Linked DNA regions of Bombyx mori: region 1 is linked to region 2. Evidence: chromatin contacts called from public Hi-C data. All regions are on one chromosome and are shown on one strand. The core of a region is the stretch at or near the end of the contact, and the rest is flanking DNA. Distances in the headings are between cores, read along the strand shown.

Evidence for each region. Hi-C and Micro-C count contacts between places; a contact is called where the count stands out from the background.
Region 1: a Hi-C map of whole pupa shows a contact between it and region 2, with 1.8 times the contacts expected there. The contact joins the enhancer-like site here to the promoter of LOC101736209 in region 2. A contact is called at or near these places in 2 of 7 Hi-C or Micro-C datasets (middle silk gland and whole pupa).

The regions. Positions count from the first base shown.
Region 1 is chr17:12,126,097-12,129,082 of ASM3026992v2, reverse strand. The region is part of intron 1 of LOC101736209 (caskin-2); the gene reads right to left. It overlaps LOC134200392 (a long non-coding RNA gene), which reads left to right. Exons shown (of 2, transcript XR_009975287.1): 2 at 1,866-2,042. Among protein-coding and RNA genes, the nearest start is that of LOC134200392, 5.2 kb to the left of the region's middle. Within about 2 kb of position 1,687, at least 1 of the 8 cell types and tissues checked has open chromatin away from gene starts, as enhancers often do.
Region 2 is chr17:12,052,102-12,054,999 of ASM3026992v2, reverse strand. It overlaps LOC101736209 (caskin-2), which reads right to left and starts at 1,431. Exons shown (of 10, transcript XM_012695782.4): 1 at 1,164-1,431.

The DNA.
Region 1 (2,986 bases), core at 438-2,937, 74 kb before region 2:
TCCTCAGTAGTGAGAGAATGATATAAAAGAGAGTATTTGGATTTGATTATCTTGTATATCATTTTGTTTAGTGAAAATCTCTGGTAACTTGGGGTGGTAGCTAGCTACATATTCACTAGTAGCCTAAGGAGCTATACCAGCTACGTGCGGACGGGTAGGTAGGTGAGCTCAGGGGCTCAACCTCAGAAAAATTGCACTAACCCTAGCAAGAACAGTGCTTCGCAGAATCTACCACCGGATCGGAATCGCGACCCACTGAGAAGATCCGGCGAGAAACTCAGTGGGCTGTGTCTGTGCGAGAATGCCGCCACCAAAATAAAAATAGTACCAAAAGTTTAACTACACATCAATTTGCAATTTGCACAGAACTCTCTGTCATACAGAAAAATTGCAGAAACACCATCCAAAATAATTTATTTCCAGCAAGATACACCATTCTTAGTGCGTTAAGTCTTTGTTTTCACAAGTACCATACAATTCTTGAAAGAAATCGTGAAATCCAATCAATCGATCTTACAAAGTGAAACTCAAAAAAAGTTTACAAATTACGTTATTGTAAATAACGGATATAGTACTTCTAACATTGACGTCGTTTTTTTTTTATTGCTTAGATGGGTGGACGAGCTCACAGCCCACCTGGTGTTAAGTGGTTACTGGAGCCCATAGACATCTACGACGTAAATGCGCCACCCACCTTGAGATATAAGTTCCAAGGTCTCAAGTATAGTTACAACGGCTGGCCCACCCTTCAAACCGAAACGCATTACTGCTTCATGACAAAAATAGGCGGGGCGGTGGTACCCACCCGCGCGGACTCACAAGAGGTCCTCCTACCACCAGTTAAAAATTTTAGTTGGTTTTGGTGTTGGTGTAATTTTGTGTGTGGTACAAAAATTAAATTCGAACAGACAAGAAAACAAGTTTAACTTGGTAAGTAATAATTTTTAATAGGACACTTATCGCTACTCGCTTGAACCAAGACTACAAGCCAACTACACATCTGCAAATTGCTTATTTGCACAGCGGCTTCGATAATACGAGATGATTTAGTACAGTTAGCGTTATTCAATTTATTGTCAGGCTAATAATTGATACTACAGTTTATAATTCATTTATCTATTATATATTAATTCACGTATTAAACAAGCAAAAAACTTTGTATCCCTTTTTACGAAAATTGCGCGGACGGAGGAGTATGAAATTTTCCACACTTATAGAAAATATAGAGAAGAAGTGCACAATACTAATAATTTTTTAAAATAATGCATGAAAGAAACATTAAATCAATAAAGAAAATATTACACACACTACATACCATGTATTTGACGCACACACGCATGCATACTATTTATTGTCAGACTTGTTCTTGATATCTGTTGTCAAATTGAGAATAGATTAAATATTTTTTGTCTTTGATAATATTTTTTATACTGTAGTCTGGCGAAATTTGTGGTTATAGAAGTATAAAATACAATCATAATAGTGTACAAACTTACAATTCCAATTAATTATAGTCGAATTTCGACTACTGCGGAACCTCTAGTTTCATATAATTAGGGAATTAAATTAGGCTCCCGTGTTTCAATCTTATCTTCGTTGGTTTTTGTTTGTGCTAATAGTTGATTGAAGTCCATTTAAATAACAACGCGAACGACTTTGAGATTTATCTCAATTGTTTTGGAACAGCATGTGACCTTACGAATTGTACGCAATTATCACTATGGATACTTCGTTTTATCTCTTAAACTACGCATGCTTCTTGTTTTTGAGATCATTTAGATTTTAAATTAAAATACACTTATATAACTTGAAAATTAATTAAACAGCTAACAGTTAATTAAATTTTTTTTCTCCTCTTATTCCAGATCAAGATATCAGAACGAAGTTATAAAATTATTGTATTGGCATCGGTCCTTGAAGTGTCTGCAAATTTTCAAGTAAATTAAACTTCTTGAAGTCTGTGAAAATGACGTTCAAAACTTGAGTTACATACATACAAAATAGGTACTCAATCAATAAACGCATGTTAAACTGATAAGACACGTCTTCGTTTTAATTCATAGTTTTCACGTAATCAACTAATCAACACTATCCATACTTAATATTATAAAGAGGAAAGATTTGTTTGTTTGTTTGTATTGAATAGGCTCCGAAACTACTGAACCGATTTGAACAATTCTTTGACTGTTTGGAAGCTACATTATTCCTGAGTGACATAGACTTTTTTTTTTATTTTATTTTTTTTATTGCTTAGCTGTGTGGACGAGCTCACAGCCCACCTGATGTTAAGTGGTTACTGGAGCCCATAGACATCTACAACGTAAATGCGCCACACACCTTGAGATATAGTTCTAAGGTCTCAGTATAGTCACAACGGCTGCCCCACCCTTCAAACCGAAACGCATTACTGCTTCACGGCAGAAATAGGCGGGGCGGTGGTACCTACCCGTTCGGACTCACAAGAGGTCCTAAGGTAATTAAGACTATAATCTTTTTAAAAAAAATATTAGTATCCCTATTTAGAAAACGTGTCGCGACAGCATATGTGTAACTACATATTATAGTTATTCCGCAATAAGTGTTATTTTATTTAAAAAAATAAAACAACGTCAAATATCGTTGAAAAATTTGTTAAAGACCCAAGCGGAGCCGGAGCGGGCCGCTTGTAAGATATACAATAATAATTTAATGTAATCAAGGGTTATTACTGAGTGTGCACTTGTTGTACACTATTGATCATATTCAAGAACGATTTATTTTATATTTATTTTTTAAAAAGACAAGATGTCGGCCGGACTCCATTAATTCCGCTTAGGTATGGGTATATAAAGTAATATCTTCAGTGTTCAAACCATCGATCATGTATACTTTCGCTGTCTGAGCGTGCCGTTAAAAAAAATATATATGCAAATAAGGAGCCCGCACGAGTGATAAGTGTAATTTAATTCGATAGCCATAACGCAACTGAGTAATTTATAGTTATATT
Region 2 (2,898 bases), core at 182-2,681:
AACCTTTTGTCTAGGCCCAGCGGAGTGTCGGTATCGCAATCGAACGACCTAACAGCCGGCGGCTCATCAAACATTGTCGGATTACGTTTATGGACCATTTGTATGGGATCTGCTACGGTTAATGATTTTTCGGGCGCTCCTCTTCTTGGGCAATGCTATTCTGAGATAGTTACTTAATAACTTTTTACTGGGGTGCCGTGTCTTTTGTTAGTTCGTGTCGCTTGCTAGTCACGACTTTTTTCGAACCGACTGCCACCGACTGTGATGTAACAAGTCAAATTAAAAAGTCCAGTAGGAATTCGTTGGAACGTGTTGGCGGTTTCAACTTTTTTTGAACTCTCAAGCTCTTAAAAGAAACTGAAGTGAGTTAAGAAATTAATGTCGGAAACAACAAGCAAGCTTCCAAAAATTTTTACGTTCCAAACATGCAGTATTATCATTTGCGGTTTTTCTCGAGTCCATACTTCACGTGTTCCCTTTTTCTTATCTTTGGCCACCTCTTGATGACATTTTGTTATCTTGTGTTAGTAGGTTACAATCATGCAGAAAAGCTTCTTATGTTTGAATTCTCACCGTTTATTTTCCTCATGCCGGCCCTAGACCTTCACGGCACGGACGAAATCCTGTCTCCAAAGTCAGCAACAACAAAACACACTCGTGAACTTGCACTTTTCATTTATGACACAAGGAACACTTATCGAACTTTTTACGATAGCATAATAATGCAACCTTCATAGATACAAACGTGTAGCACTGCTCTGTTTAGTTGATAAGAAAGAAAACATGAAATGTTTTATCACGAAACGATCTACACCCACGCAAACAAGTTGCGACGCGCGTCAACGCCGCGTGACTGCAGGCGTGTCGGCGTCTGACACTTTGGCGCTGACTGTGGCATAGCTCTGAACTAATAAAAGATTTAAGTGTCAACCGGTAGATGTCACTGTTTTAAATAAATTGAATGTTTACTACACAGGGCCAATAAAACCTAATTAGCAATTGGTACAAATGTAAACACAAATTGTAAACATGGGTACATAAATTGAACGAAACTTAAAGTAATAGTTTAGCTTTTTGTCAACAGCGACTTTTAAACCTTTACGAAAATATATTATCACACAAATACATTTATAATAGTTTAAAAGATATTAATTATAACTTACCTTGTATTTTAAATCAGTATAGGGGCTCGAAGTACTCCTAGTTAAAGAAATCACATCACAAGAATTGCATTTGTTTCGCAAAATATAAGAAAAGGGCTGTATATAGTTCGCTTTACACATAAATATGAAACGAAATATGAAGAAACACCGGGCGTCAGCCACTAATTTCATTGAAATAACGTGATTTCCATGAACAACTCTGACGTATTAGGGGATTTCCGTAAAGCACAGTAATAAAAAGTACGGTCTAAGCACGGACTACGGCGAAAAACACCGATAACACTATCCATCCATCACCCTGTATGCCCAGCTACGTGAAGTTAGCAGTGAGTCTGTACGTCAAAATATACCATAAATAACGCGGTACGTATTCAAGGGTGCGCCACCCTAGTCGTAGTCACTTACACCCTGCTGGTGTCGCCCAATAGGTACGCAGCCATTATAAACAAAACCATTAAAGTTGTTGAGTACACGTTTCACGCTATTTCTTGTTGTCTGGCGTTACTGAAATAGCTATCAAAGCTGACGATCAGTTTTGATAGCTATTTTGATCCTTCACGGTGCTTTCACACTGGCTCTTTATAAAAAAATAACAAGATTATCAGTAAAATTTTGTATTTTAAATTCAATTTTTCAATCTACGCATAAACATGTACATGCGTTTCTTTTTATCCGTACTTACCTATATAATTAACCCAAAAGTTCTAGTCATCGCTTAGATTATATATATTTAAGATTAAATTGTTAAATGCGCATTTATTTATATATGTGAAATATAAATTAATATCAAAACGTTACAATTTTAGCTTTTACAATTTAATGTACCTATTCATTCGTCATCGCTTTCGGTAAATGCGCTGAAAGGGAAAATCGACAAAAGAATCCTTTTTAGGAACGGGATAAGATGCGACGTGAAGAAAAAGACAGCGACAATTTTTCCGCTTCATATCTTTTTGTACATTTCATTACTTCCGCAATGTGTGGACGTAGCTGTCGGGTAACATCGGCAGAGTTCGGAAGACGTCGGGTTCCGTCGAGAATTTACGGGTAACTAATCGATACACAACGGACACGTAGGACTACGGCGTAGCTACTACGGACGTACTACAAGATTACACCTCTAGTGGCGACCATTGACCAAAGTAGTGCAATGCATTCATCCCATTTCAAGTCCCTGAAATTAGAAATGATTCAGATCATATTAAGTTCTCAAAATAAATAAGAATTCATTTAGAAATTACAAGTTACAAGAATACATTTACAGGTTTTAATTCTCACATAAAACAATTCGCTTGAAATAAGCATTAACTAGTACATACGTGTAAGATTTTTTTAAAGAAAACGTATTTATTTGAACATCAGCAGCTTCATTCATAATTAGATATCCAAACAACTAATGCCATCTAGTGAATCGTTTTGACTTTTTAGTTAATCACGCATGCTTATTTTGAATTTGTCATTTTTTTAATAAGTTTGACCAGTTTGTTATCAAAACGTAGGTACGAGGTAGGTACCAACAAAGCAATGAAATTTATTTCTTTTTGTTTATTTTCGACTTCGATTATTATTTCGACAGGCTATTTAAGAAAAGTAGCCTATACATTCAGATTTTATTTTTAATTGCTTTCCTTTAGTTGCGTAGCATGCAACTATCCATAGCTTTTCAGTTAAAACTTAAAAGTTGTATTCTATTCATCACATAATTATTATGTTCGTATGCTTCATAATAATATAG